3 separate regions of the Zea mays genome follow, and all the other regions are linked to region 3. A link is a contact called in public Hi-C data. All regions are on one chromosome and are shown on one strand. Each heading gives the region's core, a stretch centred on a gene start, on an enhancer-like site or on the middle of the called end of the contact. The rest is flanking DNA. Distances are from core to core; before and after follow the strand shown.

Region 1 (4,330 bases), core at 210-2,709, 170 kb after region 3:
AGACAAAAGTACAAGCGTGATGCGAAAGCAAATGACAGGTTCACGTGAATAGTACAGAGGTACTGTTCATCTATTTATAGGCACAGGTCGCAGCCTGTGACAAATTACAATTATGCCCCTTGCGAAAGTTTATAGCATTGACTCAGACCTATATGTATAAAAAGGTCATTCTATCTCTATGTCGGTTTAAAACGCCGAAGCTCCATGAAAAGGGACCTTCGGCCATCTCTTGGAGACGGCTTCAGCCGAAGCTGCTTCTTCGTGTGAGACCTTCGGCGCACCGAAGCACGACCCCAACAGAGCTCCTCTACTCAAAACAGGTTGAACTGCCCCTGAGGATAGGGAGGTTCTCTAACCCCAAAACCTCACTCTAGTTGAACTCGCAGAGTGTCCAAAGAGTTTGTCTTTTTGAAATAGCTTTTGAAAGTGAGATACTTGAGCTTTTGCAAACACATTTACCTTGACAAATTTCTCTTACAAGAATGGTGAATTCTATGACTCAAGAAATATAAAATTTTACGGGATTGTCGCATGGAATCACATCAAGGAGCCGAACGATGTATATACATTGTCCTTGACGCATTCCTTTTTCGCTTACTTATTAGAGTTGATACACCTTCTGTCTTTACAATAACTGAACATATACTAGGAGCAAACTTGTTATAAAATTTATTTGTTTCGCCATTAATCATCAAATCTCTTAATTAGGGTTGATTGCACTTACAATATTGCTGTAAAGTTGAGACATGATCTAGAAATTTTCCAAGGATGAGTTTGACATAGTGAAGCAACATGATAGACTCGTCAATGGTAATGATGAACTATCCATCATATGCTTCTTTCTTATCCTTTTCAACAGACTGATGTTTCCCACTGTTGAGCATCAAATATTTTTTTATTACAATAAAAGATGTCCTTTTTTATTTTAGCTAAAAGTCTGTAAAAGAAAAACCGATGGGACGATAAAGATGAAAATAACTGCTATGCATCCAAACTCTAGTTGCAAGCGAGCCTCTTGATTTGTCTAATCATGATCTAGTCATATGTCGTATTTAAGGTGTAGTTTGGTTCACGAAACGTAACGTAAATGATAATGGTAATGATTCACATTCGAGTACCAGCGTAACAAGTTTGAATAAGCCGTTATTTATTTTTAGTGTAGTATCGATTACGGTTGGACTTAAATAAACATAATATAACATTATCGATTACTCATTATGTTACCAATATATGAACCAAACGACACCTAACACTTAAACCTTTCCACCACGAGTTCGAGTAGCTTTATTAAAAAACAACTAATAAACTACCGTTATATTTGGATCATGATTTAACGAATCAGAAGATTTACTTGCATGTTTGCATCTAGAGACTACTTATATAGTAGTAGCTGTCGATACGATAAAGATTATGCACCGAAGTGACTATAGATAAGGGTAGACGATAAATGATGCGACGGTAGATAAAGATCTGAAAAAATATTTGTGCGCTCTCTTCCAGGTGGGCCCTTTCTCTCCCCTTCTCCCCTCACCGGCTCACCCTCTCCCCTCGACGATACATTTCACCTCCCCGGATCTATCTCGCCGCGTCGGCGCGCTGGTCACCCGACGAAGCTAGGAGGCAGTCAAGGCGGACGAAGCGCTGCACCAAATTTGACGGGGGATCGAGCACAGGAGGCGTAGTGGAAAATGTTTAAGTTTCTCAAGGAGGTGGTCGCGGGATCCGGATCGGGGCTCAAGGACTTCCCCTACACCATTGGTGAGACATACGCATCCGCCTGGGGTTCATGGACACACCACCGCGGTACCTCCAAGGTACGCTTCCGCATCATTTCACCCCTTCCCACCCGATCGATCAGACCCCCCCTTGGATGTGTCGTTGTTTTGCTTCGTCGACTGGCGCGGTTCGGCAGAACTGGTTCCGCTTGTCGAATTTGGGGAGGAACGAGCTGTGAATGGTATGCTTGGCGTGCACTTTGCTGTGTGGTTCATGTGCTATGTGGCTGCATATGCCCTTGATTTTGTGGGTGTGCGTTCTGTAGCATTTTGAGAACTCGAATGCTGTTTTAGGGGTAGGTGTGACTATGTTGGACTATTGCTAACTGTTGTAGCCTTTAGAAGCATAATTGCTGGATTCATTGTAGATTTGATTCGAGGCTAGTCTGGTTATGCCAATGAAGGTATTTGGTTGTACTTTAGATTTTGTGTGATATACGTAGTTGTGTGCAGTTATTTAAACCACGATATGTTTGTTTGACTATGGAGCTCATTTACAGTGCCATGCCACCCAACTTGGTGAGAGTCAAAGTATATTAAGGATGTTACTGCTACTAGCTCTTATGTTGCATTCACCATACATCCAACTTTGTGTGATATATTTATGTTCAGTTATTTAAACTTCGACTGCTTGTTTGACTGTGCACACATCTTATCTCACTATTACATCACGTCAGCTGTAGGCTGAGGAGACGATAAAAGCAAATAATCAAATCTTGGATGCAGGGGTGGACCTATGACAAAATATGACTGAGGGCATACTTGTAAGGACGAGCACCAAAATACTAGAGCAGTGACATTTAAATTGGACTGAGCAGGGGACCTCATGGTGAAAATTTAGACTCTAGTACTTAGAACAAAGAAATGAGCGGGGGCCTGTGCCCTCACTCGGCCCTACTTGGGTCCGCCCCTGCTTGGATGACTTGCAAAACTAGTAATTCCTAATATATTGTTGAATACACAGAAGTTTAGCGAACATATGTCATATTACCACTCAAGTTTTTGTCACTGATATTGCGCACTGTCAATGGAGTTTATTATTCATCATAGGTTTACCATTAATACTGAATTTTCGTATGCAATTTTGATTTCTTAAGCAGTTTATCATTTTTTCCCACCAAATGATTATTTTGTCTGAGTTTTTTTGTATGTCATTGCCAACATTGTTTGTTGCCTTGTCTTCGACAGGATGATGGGTCACCTGTGTCAATTTTTTCTCTGTCAGGGAGCAACCCTCAGGACAGACACATGGTTGCTGGCCGTAATGGTGTTAAGAGATTACGAACGGTAAGCTAACAACTTCAGTCACTGGGTTTCTGATTACCAATATTCAATAGTGCTGTACCTTTTAGACTTGAGGAGCAGTGTACAAAGCCTTCTTTCAGAAAATCTAGACAACGTCATAAAAACATATAGGCCAAACTAGAAGGCAAAGTGCCAAAAAAGAAGATGAAATTGTTATGGACTGCGATGGGATTGGGGAATTGGATAGGGAGTTGTAGAGGAACGCCGGCCGGGGGCCTCTACCCACGGCCGGGCAAGAAGACTTGCTTTTAAGCCTTCTAACTCTTGCTTACCCTTAACTGATACAATAGTGTCCCTTTTATAAAGACGACCGACTTATCTTTTTCCAACTAACCAAATCTGATCTAATCCTTATCTCTTCTTTAACTAATCTGATCCAATCCTTATCAACCAAATCTGATCTAATCCTTTCTCTTCTCTAACTAATCTGATCCAATCCTTATCTTTTGCCCAACAAACCAATTATTCCGATCTGATCTAAGTTCGGCACTGTGGAGGAAGAAGATGACACCAAGATACGCGATGACACCGGTCCAACGAAGGCCTCAATGACCAGCGAAGGTGACGTTGCAGTGGCTGAGTTCCAACACACGCTAGGTGTTCCTGCTCCTGCTTGCGCATCTTCTGCACTCTCCATCGTGCAAGGAAGCCACGAGCAACAACATGCAGACCCACAACCACGAACGTCTGGCGCAATGCGGCCAACGCCAACTGCCACTCACGTTGCATCGCTGCCTTGATTTGCAGCAGCCCCTGCTCAACCACCAGGAGCGAGGCTTGCATCTTCGCGAGATCAGCCCTTATGTTGGCCCACAAGTCCACCATCGATGGAGATGGTGATGGTTGAGCCGTGGCTTCCCCTATTGGCGTTGCCCATGGAGAAGGTGATGGCTGCATCGACGACAGTGCCATGGGCGCAGCGACTGCCCATGTGGATGTCAGCAGTGTTGGGGACGGCGGCGTGACGAAATTGGCAGCAGAGGTGGCTATGGCTTTCAACAGCAAGGCTGCTGATGCAGAGGACTGGGCAGCAAGGAAGCCAATCCGTCGCTGTCGCTTGAAGATGCGACACTGAGTACACAGGATGAAGGACTGGACGAAATCAGCAGCGGTGTAGATCGAAACCCAAGCTATTCGATACTAGATTGTTATGGACTACGATGGGATTGGGGAATTGGAGAGGGAGTTGTAGTTGCAGGAACGCCGGCCGAGGGCCTCTGCCCATGACCGGGCAAGAAGAAGGCTTGCTT
Region 2 (4,501 bases), core at 1,496-3,995, 200 kb before region 3:
AATACATACCACCCCACCGTACCAGATATCTCCATCAGAAACAAGGGAAAGGAAACTTCTACCCGAAGCACGGACCTGATCGATCAGGCGCCCGCGCAGCAGTAATTGGTACGGTGGTGGTCAATCATTCAGTGGCGCGCACGAAAACGTGTCGTCGCGATAATACAAAACCGGCCGGGTGAGGGTGAGCGTGAGCCTAGCCTATCAGAGAGATCGGCCGAGTGACTGGTCCTGCATGCATCACAGCTACTCGCCTTTTCGGTCGCACACGTGTATCACGTACGGTCGACTGGTGGGGTTCGACGACGGGCCGGGGTTCATCGAATGGTCCTGGGATTACGGTTAGATCAGGGTTTAATTAGAAATGGAGTAGAACTGAGAAGGATTGGTGGCTAAACTACAAATTTGTGTCTCAGCAGCTAGCAGCCTGTGAGGAGCAAAGATGACGTTCAGTATCCATGTGTAGAACTTGAAGTTGTCAACATTCCTTGAAGAAAAAAGACCGGAATAATCGAGTCATCCGCCGATCAGAGAGACTACCACACACCACACTGTGGCTTATAGTCCTGTACTGTCGTTGGACAAGGTAAGCTAGGGGTGTCAATGGATCACAATTTAAATGTTTTTTCATAAAATAGTAGTGTCTTAAATAAATTTTAGTTTAAAAATAAATAAAAATAAGGTCTGATCTTATTTTGATCTGATTATTCAATCTTATAGTGTAAAATTTAGAGCCCATTATCACCCCCTAGTACTTTTGTTAAGCTATATTGCACCACGTTTCTTTTTCCCCTTCAGTCTTTGTTTGAGTACTCCCCAATCCACGTGAGGTGAATACTAGAGTATCTAAATAAGGCCTTAGTCTTTCGTTGCTGACTTGTTGTTAGCATGTTCGTTTCGGATAAAAGTCAGTTGTTTGGACGGCTGCATCTGTAATTCATAGAGAGAAAAACAATGTACAAACCGGTACGGTACGGATTAGAGCCAAACTATAAATGTATGATTTATGTAACCTGCATAGATGCATTTCATATACCGTTTGAAAAACCATAATTCCAATCCTCGTGTCATCGTCTCTCGTGAGGTGGCTCGTGCATCATTAAATCCTCGTGTCATTTCGAGTCTACGACTAGTGGAACCGTCTGAGGTAGAGCAAACTGCACGTACCATATAATTGGTAGTTGGATGTAGGTTGATCCAGTAATTCATTAAGTGGTCAAATAAATACAACAATTGGGCTAATTGGTGCATGGATGGCACAGAGACAATGATGTAATCAATGCTGGGTGGTGAGATCGATGCCGAAGGGAGCGATGGTATATGGTAGGTATTCACCTAATTTGAAGTGAGATAAAATATATAAACATATGTTTTTTTTGCATGGCATAAAAATCACCTAGTTTTCTCTGTTGGAATCTGTCACAATTTCGTAAGACTATCTCCATCAACTTATCCATACCCGTACTCATATTCAAACTCCACTATACAAACAGTACAATCTACAATGCAGAATAGTACAAAACTGTGCTTATAGGTAAACTTTTAGTGAACTACTGTAGTTGGCCTAAGAAGAACAAACAAGGCAACAAGGTTAATTCTTCTGTTCCCCTTCCCTTTTATATTTTTTTTGGGGGGGGGGGGGGGGGAAACAATTAAGTAGTCAAAGGCTCATTTGCTCTTTTTATTGACTAGCAAGCCTGGTAATCAACTGTTAGTTTTATTTTTAATGATTATCTCAATATAAATGATTAATCTTAACATCGAGCAATGGACCATGGAAAACGCATTCATTGACAATTATGCTATTATTATTTGTGGGCTTCGTCAGTATGTCATTATTGGGCCCACTAATCATAGGCATGAGATGATATAATAACAGAGAGTGGCAAAATAGCAAATCAACTCCCCCCGGCAAAAAAGGAAAAAAGGTGCACAAGAGTCAGTACTCCTCATTACTCGTACTAATTGTGGAGACTATACCTAAAAGACTTCTCAACTAAGTTAAAGAAGGTCCAATTTAAAATAAAATACATCTTCGTTCCTATTCTGTTTTTTCTCATGTTACATCTCATGATTGTATAATTGTAGGTGGTTAGACAAAAAAAAAATATGATGAAAACCGTACCGTTGCCTTTATGAACACCTAATGTCGCTTTTGTTTCAATAGAGAGTTAGCACTCGTGCAGAATGAAGAAAAGAAATAGATTAGAGATGATTTATAGTTTTTAGTCGATATTAAGGATAACATTTTTTAAGCATACATTAATGTCTGGCTCTGGCATCATCGATATCCTAAAAAGTTTTATTGATATTTAAATGATGATCTCACCTCTCATTCTCTATTTTAAATATCACTTTATAAACAATGTCATCTACAATACAAATCTTCTATTTTACACGATTCGCTGTAGACAGTCTAAGCACGCTTTCTTTTACAGTTAGTTTGATGTTCTAGCAAAACTATTGAATCAATTGAGATTTTGTGATCATTCAATTTTTCGAATCCCATGTCTAGTTTCTGAGAGCAGCACAAATAATTAAGAACGACTTGCTGTACGGTCCTGCCGAGTCCACAAGTCCGCGTGAGCCATGGAAGTGGAACGTGCCCCCTGTTGGCTGTTACCGCCACCAAACCACTCCAGCTCGTTCTGAGTTGTGCAGCTGCCGCGAGACTTCTTCCCGCGCTACCCGGGCCTCGCCTTCTTCCCTCCTCTATATAAAAGCCGCCAGGACGCCTCTTCCTCTACTTCTGTTCTGCCCAACCCCACTCCATCCATCCAAATCAGCTTTGCCTAGCTTATTATTCCTTACCGACAAACAAAACTGACACGGATCCGCACAGAGCAACGAACTCGCCCAGTCCGGCTGCTGCTGCTGCACAACGGACTCGATCTCACGGCCCCGCCGGCTCGCAGCCATGCAGACGCAGTCCCGCCTGGCCATGAGCGGCGGCGGCGGCAGCGGCGGCAGCAGCAGCAGCTCGGCCTCGGAGGACGAGCACGAGGCGGTGATCCGCGAGCTGACGCGGGGGCACGAGCTGACGGCGCAGCTGCGGGCCGAGGCCCTACGCGCGCTGCGCGGGCAGGGCCAGGCCGAGGCCACCGCGGCATTCATCCTGCAGGAGGTGTCCCGCGCCTTCACCGTCTGCCTCTCCATCATGAGCTCGCCCGCCCGCGCCCCGCCGCCGACGATGGAAATGCCCGCGCCTGCCCTGGCCCCGCGACGGGGCCGGGACGACAGCATCCCAAGAGAGTGAGTCGCCCGCTAGCTGCTCGCCTGCCTGCCTGCCTGCGCAACAGACAAATGGACCAGCTCCACCGGTTGGGGGTGGGGCGATGCTTAGTTTGTTCTAAACAAATTATCGCGCCCTGATATTATTGCTTGTCGCGTTCGCGTGCGCAATGCTTTGCTCGGCGCAGGCAACGGAGGACGTCCTCGCCGCACAGCGACGGGTACCAGTGGAGGAAGTACGGCCAGAAGAGGATCACTAAGTCGCCGTTTCCGAGGTCCATATATAATATCCCTCTTCCTACTTATTAGCATATATAGTACTTCTTTGCTACCTTAGCAAAAAAAAAAAAAAACTATACCCATTAGTCCTGAATGAAATATAATGGATGCATGTATCTTGAGCTGTTCTAGTTCAAATCATCTGATTGAATTTGACGAAGAATATTAATTTCTATGATGATATCAAAGAGACCAATTATGAAATAGATTTGTTTTCAGGATGGTTTGACTTTGTATAAATTAAGGAGAATCTACTGTATTTCTGAAGGATGATGTAATATATACACTGTGTCTGTTCTTTTATATATATATATATATATATATATATATATATATATATATATATATATATATATATATATATATATATATATATATATATATATATATATATATATATATATATATATATATATATATATATATATATATATATATACACACACTAGTAGTACCAAACTAGTGTAACGACCTGCCATAGGTACCAAACTAGTGTAACCTAAATAACTAACCCTACTCCTCCAATAATTCAGCACGCGGCCGCTATATATAGAAGAAAAGGGTAAGATTGCCCTGTTGCTGCAAACAAGGGCAAGTTTTGTGAGCGTGACGCATCTAGCTAGCTAGGCAGCGTGCTAGCAACGGCGTTCCTCTGAATGGACGGGAATAGAATTGGATGGGGATGTTGTCTTGAATAGCGACGCTGCGTGGCACAGCGCGAACACAAGAGACAAGCGTAAAAGCAGGCCGCGCTTGAGTTGACGCGCACGGCCGTGTTCGCCTTTATTTAAAAGATTCTGGAGCGGCCAGCAGAACGGATCGCCCACAGCCCCACATCTAAAGTTTGATTAGGCCTGCCTCTGCTCGAGCAAAAGCTAGCTGTTGATTAGAGATCATTCTGACGTTGACGCATGTTTATCTTCCAAGTAAACTAGCTACAGTACTGCACGCTTTTCTCTCTCTCTCTCTCTCTGCATTTGTTTTCTTGACC
Region 3 (4,433 bases), core at 1,302-3,801:
GTTTATAATACAATTTTACACTGTTTCATGTGAGTGGTTTATGCAAAAACATGGGGATAAGCTTGAGTGAAACAAATTGAATAATGGCCCTGTTTGGCACAGCTACTGCTTGTTGAAAAAACAGCTTATCTGAGAAGCTGGTGAAAAGCAGCTTCTGCTTGTTGGCTGTTTTTAGTGTATTCTGAGAAGCGGCTGAACTGATAAGCTGCTGCAGAAGCTGCCTGTTTGGCAGAACTTCTGCTTAAATTTGTGAAGAAGCTGAAAATAAGCTGTGCCAAACAGGGCCAATATCAGGTCTAAGTCTAATGCAACTGACAGTTAAGAGCCTTCTCCTAATATAGTAAAGTTAATTAGGGTGACAACAGATGTTCTTGGACCCTGGTGATGGTCATGTCTACGATGTTATACACCCATGAGTAAATATCACCCTTCTATAAACATGAGTAAAAGCAAAAAAATACTTCCATTAGTATTGTAGCTAATATAGTTTCTTTGAGTTCTTGATTTTGATCCAAAGAGACTGCCGAACTGAACTTCTACATGGATTTTTTTTTTTGAAGTGAAGGTACTGTAGGGAAGACCTACAGTAATCTTCTACATGGATATTTGCAAGGAGCTATAGTACCTTAGCAATCCTGCACCATTCAAGGAGCAAGCATTAAGAGTTTCCAAAGCTCAATCAAAGAGTCCAACACAGGTAGCATTACGCATTTTTAAGCACTTACACCAAGATATACGCTTGGATGGTCTAACAAGAAAGAACAAATCCTACTGATGACTGTTCTTGTAAAAAATACTAGTGATCACTATCTGAATTGATATATATCAAGTGAAATGTGATACATGCTGTGTGGTTGGTGTGAGACCTGATATAAAATCTATAACCTTTTGAAAACAGTACACAAAGGTACCTCTCATGAACAATCCAAAGTTACTGCCATAAGTTTACTGTTTACCTGTAGTAGTGTTTTGTTTTGAAGAAAACCTGTATAGTTATTTATTCTCAGTTTGACCACCTTTTGTACAAAACTACAGCTAATATGAAGCCTTTGTGTAAATAACTGATAGCGTTTGTATTGACATTGATTTTCATGTTCATTAATCAATTTTTTATTACTAAAGTAAAAGACAGGCACCAAGCCTTTTTACACAATTGCGACTGTTTTAACCATCTTTGAATTGAATTCTAGGTCAAAAGTAGTACAGAACTGTCCCACAAATCTTTGTAAATCTGATCAACAAATACAATGAAGTAAACGCTGTGTGAGCATCATCAATCTGAATGATAAATTATACTTTCCCATCTAAAATATTTGGAATGTAAAAGAGGGACGAGGGTGACAGGATTCTTACATGTTTCAGATGATGTGAGCACCATGGTGCACTAGTATGGGACAGTCACTAGCTTCGTAGTCCAAAAGGTCCCTCCCCTGATCATGCCTTCAGATAACTTTTCTGAAAATTGGTCTGCAGAAGTAGGATCTGAATTCGTTGCAATGCCACTTTCGTTAATGTATAACACTGTACTCCAGACTGCAACTACTCAACCACAGCACCATAGACTTCATCGTGCCCTGCCCGTTAATTATCTAAAACAAGTGGCAAACCGACAGTTGGAATACTTATGGAATAAAATTCCGTATGACCGTATCACAGTAATGAAGACCACTTTAGAAAACCAGCACAATTCACATGTGTGTTCATATGAGGTCATTTAGTCACGGCACAGGCCATGATACGAAAAGTGATTCTATCCTTTTGAAAAAGGAAAACGCGGAAATCTTCTCGAAGTGAGCTGATTTGGACCATGGCCCATAAGTAAGACCAGCGCACTCAAGCGTTGCAGAATAGTTTATAAGCACGCACCATTAGTCACTTCTCTGTCGTTATTACACTCGTAAACATCTGTTGAGAATTATCTTAAAGTCTTACGAATGGTTGCCTGACGTGCACTTCGCGCCATATGTATGTATGCAAATTAACTTAGATGTTATTGGCTTTACCTGATACGCCATAAAAACTAGCGTGCTTCATATTAAAGCCAGTTGCTGCAACGTAGTAATCTATAGAGACAAAAATATGGTAGAAAGTGGTACGGTACTACCTTAAAAACAAGCGAACAGATCGCGATCATCCTAGCTCTTTAAAAATCGATATTCTCAATCAGCCTACCTTTCGCCTGCGGGATTGGCCCAGCACCAGGAGATAAGGCAGCCAGGATTCATCATGAAGCCGGACTGTTTGGGTCAAAAGACATGGAACGATTCGGGCTCGCAGAAACGGTTGGACAGCCAATGAGCAAACCTGAAACCTCCTTGCACGATCCTCTCCGTTCCGTCGCAGCGAGTGTCCGAGAGGCCACCACCTCCTAAGGTCCTCCCGCATCGCCGTGCGGAGGCCCTCGGCCCTCCCGTCGGTGCAGTCCGCCGGAGGCCCTCCCATCGACGCCGCCGTGGGTGCCCTCCCGCGTTTTTCGCGGTCGGAAGTTTTCGTGGGCTATACGCAGGCTGAATCATTTATCGTTGGACTTCCTTTCCTGTTAGTGCGCTATGCGATTGTCTACAGGCGTGCGGACTGCCGTTAACGAAGTTGTGGGTTTTAAACTGTTTTTTGCTGGGCTGTAATGTATATCACGGGCCTATTTATATTTTTCATTCAAACTTAAAAACTCTGACTTTATAGCTAGAGTTCTAAGGGTATGTTTGATATGACTCTACTCCACTCTAGAGTAGCTCTACTCTAAAACTCCGGGTGAAGCAGCTCTGATCCAGAGTTTATATTGTTTCTCATAACAGGTGGCAATGGCGGGTAAATAACTTCAAACTTCATGACTATGTTGCTTTTTTGGAGTTTTCAGAGTAGCAAAAGAGGCACTCCAAAAAAATGTACTGTAGCTCCAAAAACTCTATAGAGTTTACAACTCTGGAGTTAGAGTGTTTAGCATGCCCTGACCAGCTCCTTCTCAAAGTTTTACTCTGGAGCCATACCAAACACGCCCTAAATAAGGCTACCTCCAGCAACAGCCGCTAAAGCGGTCTGTCCACTACATATAGTACATCGTAGCCTCCGGTATCCATCCAGCAGGGTCCTATATCTACTCTAATAAATTTAGTGCAGAGCATCATACACGCTGAATTCAGCGTTTCATTCGTCGCCCGCTATCCTGTTGTGCATCTGGACCCACTCACTTCCTCGTGTCGCATGCTGCTGAGCCCATCTTCCAGATCTAGACCCTCAACAGACAACAGCATGTTTCAAACTAGCTCGTCGTAATCCAATTTCAACGTACATGAACGTTTTTTCTTAATGCAAAAAAGGCACAAATGTATATTAAAAAGTTCTAGTAAAATATTTCTAAACATGTATGATTTATAATTACTAGATCCAAACAAAATCTATAATGTTATTTTTAGAAGCATAAGAAATTAAAATTGGGATTTTATGCAATATCGTGAAAAATAATATAGTTTTTAGAAGTTTGTTGACACTGTACATGTAGATGAACGAATTTAGGGGCTATTGTTGGAGATGGAGATGATACAGAGAACGAAATCTTTTAGAGTGTGTTGTAAAGTACAAAGAATATTTTTTTAGGAAATGAAATTTAGAGGAGTCGCTGGAGACCGCCTAAGTTTTATAAAGATAACTTTAACCAACCTTATATTAGAGTTTTAAAGCTCAAAAGTAAGCTAAAAATCTATGATTAAATTTTTTAGAGCTAAAGTTTAATAGAAGTAGCTCCAAATAGGACCTAAGTCAACTACTAAACATATGTCATATAAAACTAATTACTCCGTAAAGATTTAGTGCTCATTTGGATTGCAGAAATTTTAGAGTAATCATACAGAAATTTTACAGTAATCAATTTATTTTTATAGGAAAAACACATGAAACAGGAAAAAATCATGCAATCCAAAGGACCCTTTAAATTTTACTAGCAATACTTTCCTCAAGGTGTTAAATGTGAAATTTCTTCATAAAAAAGGCCAAAGTGCAAAAAAAATGGCACGGTGTAGAAGTAAACCCAAGTCAAATCCTAAAATATTTGCCCCACAAGTACATCGCAGTCACCACACCACATCATGATGCCCGCATTGGGCACTCTATCACCCACATTATATGCCTATAGCGTAACGCGATGACAGAAACGAGCTGCAGCGGAATACTCAATCGCGTGCACTATCATGCATTAGGGACCTAGAAACGCTATATAAAATTGTGAATTTTTACAGACGCACAACATATGTCCATATAAAATCATAAAAATGTTTGGATCATAAGATCTATAAGATGTCCGCGTTTCTTCCATTTTACTTTCACTTGTTTGTATGAGTTACATGTGAAATCACTATAAGTATCAAAGTTTCAACATAATCAGTACTTTACTTTATCATTTTCATATGAGGACTTTAGTTATTTTCGTATAAAATGTT

What was found. A called contact is a pair of places that touch in the nucleus more often than the background predicts.
Region 1: a Hi-C map of leaf shows a contact between it and region 3, with 5 times the contacts expected there. The contact joins the promoter of LOC103651067 here to the promoter of LOC103651065 in region 3. A contact is called at or near these places in 5 of 25 Hi-C or Micro-C datasets (bundle sheath, endosperm and leaf).
Region 2: a Hi-C map of leaf shows a contact between it and region 3, with 5 times the contacts expected there. The contact joins the promoter of LOC100281370 here to the promoter of LOC103651065 in region 3. A contact is called at or near these places in 3 of 25 Hi-C or Micro-C datasets (endosperm, leaf and tassel).

The regions. Positions count from the first base shown.
Region 1 is chr3:190,377,623-190,381,952 of Zm-B73-REFERENCE-NAM-5.0, forward strand. LOC103651067 (probable inactive serine/threonine-protein kinase scy1) reads left to right here and starts at 1,460. Exons shown (of 21, transcript XM_008676662.3): 1 at 1,460-1,814; 2 at 2,964-3,062. The coding sequence starts at 1,689.
Region 2 is chr3:190,001,462-190,005,962 of Zm-B73-REFERENCE-NAM-5.0, forward strand. It overlaps LOC100281370 (WRKY DNA binding domain containing protein), which reads left to right and starts at 2,746. Exons shown (of 3, transcript NM_001154288.2): 1 at 2,746-3,252; 2 at 3,420-3,506. The coding sequence starts at 2,918.
Region 3 is chr3:190,202,955-190,207,387 of Zm-B73-REFERENCE-NAM-5.0, forward strand. LOC103651065 (probable WRKY transcription factor 64) reads right to left here and starts at 2,552. Exons shown (of 4, transcript XM_020550430.1): 1 at 1,354-2,552.